5 separate regions of the Mus musculus genome follow, and regions 2, 3, 4 and 5 are each linked to region 1. A link is a contact called in public HiCAR-type, capture Hi-C and promoter capture Hi-C data. All regions are on one chromosome and are shown on one strand. Each heading gives the region's core, a stretch centred on a gene start, on an enhancer-like site or on the middle of the called end of the contact. The rest is flanking DNA. Distances are from core to core; before and after follow the strand shown. Region 1 holds the start of Hs3st5 (heparan sulfate (glucosamine) 3-O-sulfotransferase 5). Region 2 holds the start of Lama4 (laminin, alpha 4). Region 3 holds the start of Calhm6 (calcium homeostasis modulator family member 6). Region 4 holds the start of Nt5dc1 (5'-nucleotidase domain containing 1). Region 5 holds the start of Frk (fyn-related kinase).

What was found. Promoter capture Hi-C pulls out the DNA fragments that hold promoters and counts their contacts. HiCAR-type assays count read pairs that join an accessible place to other places. Capture Hi-C pulls out chosen DNA fragments and counts their contacts.
Region 2: a capture Hi-C map of embryonic stem cells shows a contact between it and region 1, with 7 times the contacts expected there. The contact joins the promoter of Lama4 here to the promoter of Hs3st5 in region 1. A contact is called at or near these places in 1 of 39 promoter capture datasets (hippocampal neurons) and 1 of 9 other capture datasets (embryonic stem cells).
Region 3: a contact with region 1 is called in a promoter capture Hi-C map of hippocampal neurons, with 4 times the contacts expected there. The contact joins the promoter of Calhm6 here to the promoter of Hs3st5 in region 1. A contact is called at or near these places in 2 of 39 promoter capture datasets (cranial neural crest and hippocampal neurons).
Region 4: a HiCAR-type map of astrocytes shows a contact between it and region 1, with 9 times the contacts expected there. The contact joins the promoter of Nt5dc1 here to the promoter of Hs3st5 in region 1. A contact is called at or near these places in 4 of 39 promoter capture datasets (cranial neural crest, frontonasal cranial neural crest, hippocampal neurons and 1 more), 3 of 115 datasets of contacts at active chromatin or transcription factors (astrocytes, embryonic forebrain and forebrain) and 1 of 9 other capture datasets (embryonic stem cells).
Region 5: a contact with region 1 is called in a promoter capture Hi-C map of hippocampal neurons, with 12 times the contacts expected there. The contact joins the promoter of Frk here to the promoter of Hs3st5 in region 1. A contact is called at or near these places in 5 of 39 promoter capture datasets (cranial neural crest, frontonasal cranial neural crest, hippocampal neurons and 2 more) and 1 of 9 other capture datasets (embryonic stem cells).

The regions. Positions count from the first base shown.
Region 1 is chr10:36,505,551-36,508,059 of GRCm38.p6, reverse strand. It overlaps Hs3st5 (heparan sulfate (glucosamine) 3-O-sulfotransferase 5), which reads right to left and starts at 1,253. Exons shown (of 5, transcript NM_001253356.1): 1 at 445-1,253.
Region 2 is chr10:38,964,263-38,966,771 of GRCm38.p6, reverse strand. It overlaps Lama4 (laminin, alpha 4), which reads right to left and starts at 1,257. Exons shown (of 38, transcript NM_010681.4): 1 at 623-1,257. The coding sequence starts at 817.
Region 3 is chr10:34,126,718-34,129,226 of GRCm38.p6, reverse strand. It overlaps Calhm6 (calcium homeostasis modulator family member 6), which reads left to right and starts at 1,255. Exons shown (of 2, transcript NM_175449.4): 1 at 1,255-1,836. The coding sequence starts at 1,318.
Region 4 is chr10:34,417,295-34,419,803 of GRCm38.p6, reverse strand. Nt5dc1 (5'-nucleotidase domain containing 1) reads left to right here and starts at 1,253. Exons shown (of 12, transcript NM_176968.5): 1 at 1,253-1,443. The coding sequence starts at 1,351.
Region 5 is chr10:34,482,147-34,484,655 of GRCm38.p6, reverse strand. Frk (fyn-related kinase) reads right to left here and starts at 1,256. Exons shown (of 9, transcript NM_010237.3): 1 at 1,068-1,256; 2 at 287-911. The coding sequence starts at 651.

The sequences.
Region 1 (2,509 bases), core at 4-2,503:
AAAGCCACCGTATAACTTCAAATAACAGTACACAACTAGCGGAGAAGTGGCCAAGCAGAATCCCAAACTGTGAGCGATCATCATCAGTGACTGTGCGTTCTGCATCTGATTCTAGGGGAGCGCTGGATGTAGGTCTCAGAGCAAGACAGACAGGCAGACAGAAGGGCGGGGGGGACAGTCTTGGAGGCAGACTGCTAAATTCGCTCAAGCAATTGCTCCTTCTGTTTCTCTTGTCCTATTAGTTTAACCCCTACCCCAGCAAGAGGCTCAAAGTCTTCCCCAGGAGGCGCCTAGAAAAGCCGCGCCCTACAAAGTGAGTGGGGCAAAAGGATGCCTCCTCTAGGTGACTTCGCTTATCACTTTCTCCTAAATTCAGAAAGTCCGAGCTTCGAGCCCCCTACCCTCTCTCCCGCACCAGGCGAGCAGCGCGCAGTGCTCACTCACCTTCGTCCCTAGTGGTGACAGCCTCGGCTTGGAAAGTGGTGGCCCAGGCCAGTCGCCCCGGGTCACCAAGTGGTTCCCGCGATCGCAGTGGCAGTTGTCCAGTAGTTTGGGATGCTCAGCTAGGAGCAAGCCGGCGAGCAGAGCAAACAAGCAGCACAGTACCCGGGCTTCCACTCGGGCGGCGACAGAGGCGGCTATGGTGTCCTGGGCGGGGAGCTGCAAGCCAAAGGAGGGGAAGAGAAGTAGTGGAGTTTAGGGCACGTTTCCCGCACTTCCCTAGGAGACTGGAGCCAGGTGCGGCAGGGCGCGCTCCCGCGGCGCGAGCACGCCAGGGGCAGCTGCGGGAGCCTTAGTTCGCGCAGTGAAGGGGACCGCAGGAGCTCTGCGGGAGGAGGTTCGCATTCTCCTCGCCCGGCGCGGGCACCGACGCTGACCCGGACTCCGCAGGCGAGGGGCAAAGCCTCGGGCGTCCGCAGTGACAATCTCAGAAAGCTCGGTCCTTGGAGATGCCTCCAAAAGAGCAACAGTCAGTGAGGCTGAGATCTTCCTTCCCTGCGTACTCCGGTGGCCTGTGCCAAGCTGTGCGGACCGCGGACTCCCCGCCTCTCGCGCTGTCACAGCCGCCGCCCGGTCCCTGGCGCGCTGGAGCCGGCTGCAGCCTCCCGGAGACGTGCCCAGCGGGATGTGCGCGCGCGCGTATGTCTAAGAAGATATCTTCCCCTCCATCACTTCGGCTCGCGGGAGGGACCAGGTCCCTGGCGGCCAGCTGCAGAGTGGCTGCCAGTCCACACCCTCCCAGCTCTCATCCCACCCACCCCGCCCCTTCTCCTCCTCGCGCTCCCCTCCTTCTTCTGCTCCTCCCCTCGTAGCCGCTCCTGTGCTCCTAAAGGCAGCAGAGGGACCTAGAGGAAAAGGGGGAGGAGGAAAAGGGTGGGGAATGGAGCGCAGGTGTCTTTGGAACGGAGGTGGGAGCAGGCACCATAGCTCCAATAGGCAGGGGCAGGGCCTGGCCTTAGGGGTTGAAGAGGGAAGAGGATATACTGGGAGGCGGAGGACATGAGGCTGGGCCACAACACGTCCCACCCGGGAGCGGAGAGCTTTGGCTAGCACGCTGTAGCTGTAAGGTGGGTGGTCAGGGCTCCTGAGCAATCTAAGATCACAGCTTTGAGAACCTTGAATGGGTTACTGGGCTGGCAGATAATTAATTTGATACTTAGAGATTGAAGAGACCGGGTTCCTGAGGAGGTGTGACAGATCTCTGCTGTGATAGTTGGGAGTCAGACCCAGAGCTTGAGAGGGGTCACACAGGTTTCCAGAGAGACTACATTGACTTCAGCATGCCAGGTGAGAGTGCCAGAGGATAGGAGGGGCTGGTGGCGTCAGCCACGGTGCTTTGGGCTGCTGTGTGCCTTCAGAGTCACAGGGGGCGATCACTGCCTAGTAGGAAAGAGGAGCTCTGGTCTCAGCCTTCATGTGGGTCTGGAGTTCCAAAACCCAGAGGCACACTCACCTTTCGAATTTAGTTCCTCTGTCCTAGCCTCTGCCTCCAGCAAAATGGCAGGCCAGGGAACTGAGTCGATTTGCTGGATTCAGCTTCTTTGCTGGTGGAAGAGGGCCCACCTGGAAGCTTATTTACGGTGCTTCCCTCCTAATTTCTATTCTCAAAAAGCATCCCTGACTAACCACAATTACAAGGAAATTGTTACTACCCCCTCTCATGGGGGTAGCCTGAACAAATAATCAAACATGGTTTATCCTTCCATTCCTTCTTTCTCTGGTTGTTTCTGTAGAGGTAGTCTGCTTCTTGAATACTTTTCATTGCACAAATGTACAAGTCCTTTAGGAAGACATCACAATATTATTGCTCAGTGCACTAGAGTAGAAAGAATCGGCATATCAATCCTTTCTGTTACTGCAACCACACTGTGTTAATTCTGTCTATCTAGAAATGAAAGGTAGGCAGCAATCCATAAGACAGCGTGTTTCTGGGTTCTCATTTTGAAGCAGCCCCACTTTCTTTCAGGGACCCATCTTTATCATTATCCTCAAAGGTCATGAGCTCAGA
Region 2 (2,509 bases), core at 8-2,507, 2.5 Mb before region 1:
GTCTCTTGATATATAAAAACAGTAGCTCACTGAATAAACCTTAGACCAGTAGTATATCCTGATCAGCTTTACTTTGGGAGTGGAGCTTGACTTAATCTTGCTTCTGGATTAGAATGGTCTGCTTTTGTTTAAGGTATCTGCCCTGAAATTTTCTAACAGCTTCCTTCACAGACAACCCCCACCCCCAGCACCCCAGCCTTGCAGAAGACCTTTTGTTTAGTTTGAGACAGGATAGGTCTTTTTAGTGATATTGCTCTCATTGTTCAAACAGCAAAGAGGAGCAGGGAGACAGAGAGGGGGCACTTACAGTAAGTGCCAAGGTTTGACAAAATGGCTATTGGAACACACCAAAAGACCACCACTGCATACTGCATACATTTCTCATGTAGTCTAACAGACCCACGCAGACATGAAGGGTACTCTCACTGGAAGCCTCAACTTTCAACTGACGTCCAAGTCAAACTTTCAAAACAGAGCCCTTTATTTCAACTGAGGAGACCTAGCCCAGATGAAAGCCTAGGTTATCAAACAGATGGGGAGAGAGAAAGAGGATTGTGGCCCAGCCCATAGACACGGTAGACACAGGTGTGGAGCGGGTTGGCAAAGGCAGGGGGTACTGTACCTCAGCAGCAGGCGGCAGGCGTCCCAGTGTCACGCCTGAGTCGCTAGTCTCCGATGGGTCTTGCCTGCCGACCACTGCGCTCCCCTCGATGTCAAAAGGAAACGCATTGCCGTCCCCTGACGCTGCGTTGGAGCAGACAGCACACCAGAGGAGCCACAGGGCCAGGACTGAGCACCAAGCTGTGCTCCAACCCATCTCTCTGCAGATATTCAACAGGGCCCTTCCTGGAGTGAAGGACCTGGAGGTCTTGGTGGGTACCCCCTAAGAGATGCAGTGATGCCTGGTGTTTTGTCTTCTCTGGACCTGCGGTATTTAGATCCAGGAGCCCAAGTTGCAACTTTGTTGTATTAAAGAAGAGGGAGTGAGAGTCAGCGTGGTCTCTTCTCTCTCTCCTGCTTGTCTTTCGCTTCCATCCACCTCTCTCACTTTGTCTCCGGTCTCCCGCCGCTCCTGAGACTTGGGTTCTGGGACTTACAGATGGATGGAGCTAGCGCCCTGTGAACATCAAAAGGCAGGGGAGCAGACTGGCATGAGCGAGGCGAGCGCTCCTGGCCACCTCCTCTCCCTGGCGGCTGGGACTGAGGTCGGCGCGGCTCTGGCTTCCTTCCCACACTCATTCTCACCACTCCCTTTCCACCTTCCCCTTCCAGGCCCTCCCACTTCAAGTTGGCTTTCAGACCCCGAGGTCAGGCCTTTCCTAGACGCCGCCTCCCCCTCCCCCTCCCCCTCGCAGTTTGGAGTCTCTCCAAGGACTCGAAATGAATATTCAGCGTTCCTGATTGCTTCCCCACATCCCTTATTTACGCAGCCAAGGCGCCGGATGTCTGATCTATATTTATATAGATTTGTATGTGGCCCCCACTAGTGTACAGGAAAGTGGGTGGAAAAAGGATTCCAGGGGCGGGAGGGAACCTGAGGTAGATGACCTCAGGAGCCAGAGGCATGGTGTCCATTTCTGGATGCGTTCTCCTCTCCTTTTCTAGGGATAGCCTGTGGCTCTTCACTGGCCACTCCTCTTCCTCTGTGGAGTCCTCACCCAGAGGGCTGGAGAGAATATCTTTCACTACAGTACTAGAAAATGACTTCATTATTGAAATGCATGAACTTTTATTTACAAAGAACATCTTGTTTTCCCTAAAGAGGTGCTTTGTGAAGGACCCAGAACAAGGCATGCAGTGTATGAGCCTGTCGAATATGCGACCCACAGCTCATAGTAGCCCGACCTCTTCCTCTTGGCCTGCAATCTCATGCCTACAACATTTGTCTGAATCATGCAACCTTTCCAAGGCTTCCATAGAACTCAGGCTGCAGTTACGCTGGGCTGCCCTTGAGCTGACTAGTATCCACTGCCAGTGATAGGTGCCTTTATTTCCATGGGCTTCAGGTCAGAGCTTTAGGTATCTCTGGAGGGAAGGCCCCAAAGTGCTTAAAAATGATCAGATGAGCAAGATAGCCATATAATGACACTCAGGCCAGTTTTAAGGTATTGGGAATTATAATTACACAGTAAGGCAACTCTGTGAACATTATCATGAGCCCCATTTCACCGAATGGGCTGTTGGCTCTAAAGCTATACACATAAGCAACTGTTTATTCTCTACCATGTGCCAGCCACTTTCCACACATTTGTAAACACCACAGCATTCTCGCATAGTAGGGCTTTTATTTCCTTGCTGTGGAAGAAGAATGAGCGATTCCCCAGGGCCACCCAGCTGATAGAAAGCTGAATTGAAGCTTAAATATGAGCCTTCTTGGCCTGAAGCTCTGATTCAAGTTTGTAACACCAAAACTGATAAGATAAAGCCTGAGCTGGGACATAGAGATAGTGGGGGTGGGGGTGGGGGGTAGGTGGTCTCTTTCACTTTTGGAGTGCTTTCTATGCACCAA
Region 3 (2,509 bases), core at 6-2,505, 2.4 Mb after region 1:
TGTACATGCACCAAATGCAGTTTTCTCATCAGCTGCTGGACTTACAGAATGCCTGAGCTCAAAGCTCGTGCTCTTTCTAGCTTTCTCCACTTCATTGGGAGTTATGAAATAGTAGAGTTCAATGTCACAGCCTTGCTTAGAGTTTGTATCAGAAGAACTACCAGGAGGGGAATGAAAACAGGAGTCATGTTAGATGTAGCTTCAACTTAAAAACTGTTTGGTTTAACTAGCATTCTGCTTTGGTTTCTGTGCTGTTGTTGTTTGTTTTGTTTTGGAACAGGGTTGGTCTCACGGTAGAGTTTTGGCTGCCCTGGAATTCCAGATATAGATCAGGCTAGCTTTGAACTCACAGAGATCCACCTGTCTGTCTCTGCCTTCCCAATGCTACGATTAAAGGCTAGGATTAAAGACATCTCTCACTCTCAGTTTTACTGTGGTTTAGCTTATGAAAGAAAAATGAAATGTTCCTGTTTCCTGTAAATGTTGTGGGTTTTTGTAACTGGGACTTGGCTTTGGCATTAGGGCTGCTGCAATAGAGAAAAATTCAGAAGTTTTCCGAGCTTGGTCATCTGCCTACACTGTAAGAGGTCACTTTGGGTTGGAGGAAAGCAAAGAAACAGAACCGGAGTTTTCTTGAAAGCGTTCCAGAACTGAGGGAGTCATGTGACTGGGACCTCAGCCTTCTGCTCTGTCCTTTGCAGTTTGGATCCTGGAAGGCTGGCTAGGGGCTAAGAAAGAACGAAAAAGGAGCAGGCATGCAGACACAATGAGGCGGGGGTCAGGTGGGTCTCCCCTTAGCTTGTATATTAGGTACAGCACGGAAAAGGGGTTAGATTGGGAAGCCATCTCTGTAGGGCAGAAGTCACAGCCTATAAACTTCCAGGAGAAGGCTGCAATTGCTAGTTTTACATGCACCGGTCAACTGTTTATAAACATACTCAGACTCCCAAGGACAGCTTTGCTGTTACTTTTGACTGTGACCTGTACGGGTAATGGCTCCTGCGAATTTACATGGACCAATCAGTCTCACAGGCTGCCCATGTTGAGATACACAGTCATTCAGATCTTCTCTTTGCTCAGGACTTTTCTGCTCCCTACAGTCTTGGGATGTGGAGTGGATCTTAGGAGATCAAAGATCACAGGGACTTTATTTGTGGGACTTTACCAGAACTGGTGTGATTGAAAAAAAAGAAAGTGAAACCCGGAAGGGTTTCCTTTTTGAAAGTTGCTTCAAAGCACGATGTAAAGTACAGTACACGGTTCACTCAACCTTCCTGAGAAGCAGAGCCTGTGGGGTGTCCAGTGTGAGCAGAACCCATGGAAAAGTTCAAGGCAGTGCTGGACCTGCAGAGAAAGCACCGCAACGCCCTGGGCTATAGCCTGGTGACCCTACTGACGGCTGGTGGGGAGAAGATCTTCTCCTCAGTGGTGTTCCAGTGTCCCTGCACTGCCACCTGGAACCTGCCCTACGGCCTGGTGTTCCTGCTGGTGCCTGCCCTCGCGCTTTTCCTCCTGGGATATGCGCTGAGCGCGCGCACATGGCGCCTGCTCACCGGCTGCTGCTCCCGGAGCGCGCGATTCAGTTCGGGGTTGCGCAGCGCGTTCGTGTGCGCCCAGCTCAGCATGACCGCGGCATTCGCGCCCCTCACCTGGGTGGCCGTGGCGCTGCTCGAGGGCTCTTTCTACCAATGTGCTGTCAGCGGGAGCGCGCGCTTGGCGCCATACCTGTGCAAGGGCCGCGACCCCAACTGCAATGCCACGCTACCGCAGGCTCCCTGCAACAAGCAGAAGGTGGAAATGCAGGAGATCCTGAGCCAGCTCAAGGCTCAGTCTCAGGTCAGGCTCTGGGAGCGATGGGGAGGCTCAGAGGCGCGAGGAAGTCAGTGACTTTTCTCTAGACCAGGGACTGAATATTTAAATAGGGAAATTTGTCCCCTCAGTAGGAGCCGAAGTACTTTTTATGTTATTCTTTAGTGTTTCCTTCCACTGTGTAGCAAAGCCTCAGGACAGGTGAATTTTGTATATTCTGGGAAAACTAGAAGCATTATTACATTAGAACCTATCTTGCCAGCCCCAAACACACTATCCACACATTTAGAAAGCCCCGGGGCGCGGGAGGAGGAGATGCTCTTTATAATGAGTACCCTTTCTAGAAGCCCCACATTTTCAGTTACAGGGGAGTGATACGTGAGCTCTTTTTTGTATATTTTACATGACTTGGACTAATGGACTATTGTTGACTTTCTAAAACAGCAGTAGGGTTGTTGTACTGTGTTGTGTGTGTGTGTGTGTGGTGGAGGATAGTTTTTTTGTTTTGTTTTTTTCTTTCTTTCTTTTCTTTTCTTTTTTCTTTTTTTTTCGAGATAGGGTTTCTCTGTTCAGCCCTGGTTGTCCTGGAACTCAGGCTATAGACCAGGCTGGCCTTGAACTCAGAAATCTGCCTACCTCTGCCTCCCAAGTGCTGGGATTAAAGGTGTGCGCCACCGCCGCCCAGCTGGTGGAGGATAAT
Region 4 (2,509 bases), core at 4-2,503, 2.1 Mb after region 1:
TCTCTAGCTCCTCCATTGGGGGCTTTGTGATCCATCCAATAGCTGACTGTGAGCATCCACTTCTGTGTTTGCTAGGCCCCAGCCTAGTCTCACAAGACCTACTTCTACAGAAGACCAGTTCAAACAACTAGCCTCACGGGACGGAGCAACTACCAAACTCTTCGAATTCCTATTAACAGTTGACCAATGCTCGGTGAGTTGAACTACAGACTATAAGTCATCACAATACATTCCTTTAATATATAGAGAACTCATTCCATAAGTTCTGTGTCTTTAGAGAACCCTGACTAATACAACCAGCCTTGGTGTTTTTGGTAAGGTGGTCTTCCATAATACGTAATATATTTTTTAATGCATTCCAATGGCTGAAATGATGCCAGGAATGTCTTTCATGTCTTATTACCAAACTATAGAGTAATAAAGCTGTTGATTCAACTTTCAAAGTCCACTTACCAAACTGTATGCTAAAGGGGTCTGTATTAGTCAGAGTTTTACTGCTGTGAACAGACACCATGACCAAGGCAAGTCTTATAAAAAACAACATTTAATTGGGGCTGGCTTACAGGTACAGAGGTTCAGTCCATTATCATCAAGGTGGGAGCATGGCAGCATCCAGGCAGGCATGGTGCAGGCAGAGCTGAGCGTTCTATGTCTTCATCCAAAGGCTGCTAGTGGAAGACTGACTTCCAGGCAACTAGGGTGAGGATCTTATGCCCACGCCCACAGTGACACACCTATTCCAACCTGGTCACACCTATTCCAACAAGGCCACACCTCCAAATGGTGTCACTCCCTAGTCCAAGAATATACAAACCATCACAGGGTCCAACAGTTATTTGTGCTCATAATTTTCTCACACACTGCTCCCACACTCAAGCCTCAAGGGATGAGGTTTCACTGGTATCATTTAGTAGTGTGGCGCCTGAAAAATGAACGAGAATTCCCACTAATTCTGTGAAACCTTAAGCTACATTAAGGACATTGGCTAGCAGGGTCCTAGTTGAGCATTTTAGCTCCTGCTGCACTGTACTAGCTGGAAGCAAGCCGTGGAACTGGCCTGAACCAGCCAGCAAAACTGGGGCGATCCAGGAGGCAGACAGGCCACTGACTTGGAGACGCGGGAGTGTGCTCAGAACCCGCCCTACTTGACTAGCTCCTCCCGACCAGACCACGCCCCGCCCGTCTGTCTTATATAAGCCTCCGCCCCGCCAAGCTCCGCCCCGTCAAGCCCCGCCCCGTCAAGCCCCGCCCCGCTCCGCGTCCTGCCTGCGAGTTACGCTTGTAGAGTCCCGGCAACTTCTCGCATGCTCTACCGGCCTTCCGGTCTGCGTTACCCGCCGCTGCCCTGCCATGGCTCAGCACTTCTCCCTGGGCGCCTGCGACGTGGTCGGCTTCGATCTCGACCACACGCTGTGCCGCTACAACCTGCCCGAGAGCGCCCGGGTGAGTGGCACGGACAGCCTCTAAAGGCGGCTGTGTAGAGTGTCGTAGGTCCCCGGCCGCTGGGCGGAAGTGTACTTTCAGGGGTTCTGCGGTCTTGAGGAGGAAGCCAGGGGCAGAAGATAGCGCAAGACCGAGCCGGGAAGCCGACTTGTAGAACCCTGAAAAAGCGGGGTCAGGGGCTTTGTGTGTCATTTGTTGATCCCAGGCCCTATTATTTTTTCCAACTCCTCTGGGCACCAGCTGAGTGGGTACAGCCACTTGTTTTGAACTTCAAGAAAACATGGCTGCATCTTTCCTTTTGCACACCCAAGTAATCACCTGTCAGAGTTTAAGTATTTCATACAGGGAGAGACTGTATAATAAATAGTATTGTGAGAAACACTGGGAGAAGTCGTTAACATCTTAGACCTCCTTTTGTCTTTACCAAGAGAAGAAAACAAGCATTTATTGTGCACGTACTACTTGATCTGTGCGTTTTAAATAAAGTTGTAATCTCAACAGAATCTACCCAGAATATGAGGGGATTAGATTGCTTTATTTGTAGGCTTATACCCTCATCTTAATCGCCCTGCTTTCTCTGACCCTTTGGGTTCACAAGAAACTAAAGAATTAAGAATATCACAGTGAGAAGTCTAAGCAGGACTCTGCAGTCAAAGTCCCTGGTTCGGGACCCTGGCACCAAGTGCCTAGCCCTGTGACACTGGGCAAATAATCTGGGTTCCTTCTCAATTAACCTTTCGAGGATTAAGTGTGCAGCCGATTGTTTGCTATTACGGTTAGCACCCACCACATCACTAGTGCAGACCACAGTCAGTGTAGTCCTGTCAGTGCCCCAGTTGGTCAGATTCTCCAAAATCAAAAATGAGGCTCCTGAATCACTCCGGTGTGTTTTCAAGCATACAGATGCTTTAAAAAAAAAAAAAGGTGTGTGTCCCTGCTGGGGCTCTGTTTTGCTTGCCAGTTGCACAGATCTCATTTCCTTTCTCATAGTTTAAAGACATTTAAGTCTTGGTCCTTTGGCTACTCTTTCAGAGTGTTCTCTGGGTGCTAATTTCTTTCCTTCCAC
Region 5 (2,509 bases), core at 7-2,506, 2.0 Mb after region 1:
TAGGAGAGACTATAGCTGCCCGTAAATGAAAATGTAGTTCTATTGAAAGTGAGGCAGAGGGAGAGTATTAGATGGACCATAGGTGTGCCCACTATAATCAAAGTCATTTTAGCAGTTCTCTCTCACTTTGCGAGAAAGACATGCTTCAATTAACAGCTTCTAGAATGCCTTTCCATACACTGGACCGATCTGTGAATGAGAGTCCGTGGATAGGAAGGAAGGAGAGTCAGAGTTCAGTATCCAACCCCGAAAGAATCAAGAAAAAAGTATGGCCGGTGCTACTCACGGCTCTGCCTGGAGACTCCGGTCCTCCGCCACGTAATTGGAAGGAATGTAGCCCTGTAGCTGCTGACCTAAGCCGGTTCCCTTCTTCTCCAAATGTCTGGCCAACCACCAGCCCTCATGCGAAGTGTCCAAGACTTGGAGTTTGTCGCCGGCACGGAAGCTCAGGTCCTCTGCAGTACGTGCTTGGTAATCAAACAGAGCCACAAAATACTGGCCATGGCTTCTCTCGGGCTCTTGTGACCTGGGAGCCTCTGGGGGACAGAAGGCCCCTGGATTCTCAATTACTACTGACTTGTCTGCCTCTTGAGACCAGCACGGGAGAAAAGGCTGCAGGTATGCCCAGAGTCTCACACAGACGCTGCCCATGGTGTTGTTCTAGCTTAGTAGTTGTAGGAGAGGATAGTCCTCTCCCCACAAGCTGTACAGAGCCACGGTCCTCCACCAGGCAGCTTCCAAATCAGCTGCAACTCACCATACCTCCCGCTTCGGATCTCTCCTCTCTCCGGCAGATCTGGGCTTGGCCAAGACACTCACAGCTGGCTTTCTGTTTGTAGCTGCTGCCCTGAGGCAAAACCAAGAGAGGACTGAGCTGGAGGTCCAGTGGGAAGGTGCTTCTTCCTGACTGCCTGGGCACCGAACAATAAGTAAAATAAAAAGGGTTTTATTTAGAGGGACATTTGAGAACAAAGAACAGCCACCTCTCCCTCTGTCCCCGGAAAAAGTTAGAGAGAGACTAACTCCAGGAACAAGCTCCCAGCCCGGCCTGCTCCAGCTGCTCTCACCCTGCTTCAAGCCTGCAGCTGAGAGAGTTCTGCTCTCTCCGGAGCTTTCCTTCTTGCTAATGAATAACCAGGCCGTGGAGGTTATCGCCTTTAACATCCTGAGCTGTACAGACTGTAATAATTCCTCCTAACTTCCTGGTTTCTTTTTGTCTGATCTAAAAGGAACTCCCAGGTCAGCTTTCCCGCTCCCTCCTCCCACACCCAGGATAGACCAGCCCCCTTACCAAGAAGCCAGATTCTTAAAGCAGCCAAAACCCAGAGAAACAGGCTAGCCCAGATGGCTATCTGTCTTGCTATATTCCCTACACAGAATGCAAGGCAGAGATTTATTTCCTCACAAATATGAGTAGGATTGTTTTGATACTGGTAGAGAAAATTTTAAAAGGAGAAAACTGGGTGTTTAGGTAGGATCTGCCAGACATGTGGCAATTGAAAAAGAGCCTTTGAGTCCCTACCATTTTTTTTTTTAATCACTAGGAATAGATTTTAATAGCCTCAGAAGTTTCTGGTGAAAAAAAAAAGAGTAGCAAAGCAGCTGGGCAAAATGCTGAGAACCCGAAAGGCTGCTTTTTCCCACAGAGACATCTCATTCCTGACCCCTTACATCGCTATTTCTGTAGCACGTGTACCCAAGCACACACAGGAGAAACAGGTGGCAGGCTGATAAGAGCATTTGTAGAGATGCTGTCTCTTCAAGTTGGACTTCAGGTCCATAGTCATGCTGACTCCGTGGGGTTGTGGTGAGACCTCAGAACAACTCAGGCTCAGGTTAAGATAGACATTCTGGGACTGCAGCACTGAGGGCCAGCAGAAAAAAATGGAAACAGGCAACCTCGGGAGGGGACCATTTCTTAAGGGAAATAAGGTTGCAAATGACAAAGCAGGCCGCAATGTTCTTTGTCTTCCACATATATGTACACCCATACATAGACACATATCCATCACACATGGCTCACACACACACACACACACACACACACACACACATAAAGCCAAATTCTGAGACATATTTTGTTTTATTTTAATACCATGAGACCTAAAACAGACTGCACGTGTAATTCCTTATTTTACACAGAAATGAAAATAGTGATCATGATACCAATGAATCATAACAAATATTCTGTACCAAACACCATGAACTGTGAAAGTGTGGTATCTTCTTGATTTCTTTAAACATGGCTTACAGATGCTGTGGTCTTTCCTGGGACATCTACATGATGTAGAAACAGAAAGAATGAGAAGGTCTACTAAGCACAGGTGGACCCAAACTCAACTTTAAGTGGATTTAAGACTCCAAACCCTTTGCTATTCTAAATTTTTGTTTGTTTGTTTGTTTTTGGTTTTGGTTTTTGGTTTTTTCGAGACAGGGTTTTTCTGTATAGCCCTGGCTGTCCTGGAACTCACTTTGTAGACCAGCCTGGCCTCGAACTCAAAATCTGCCT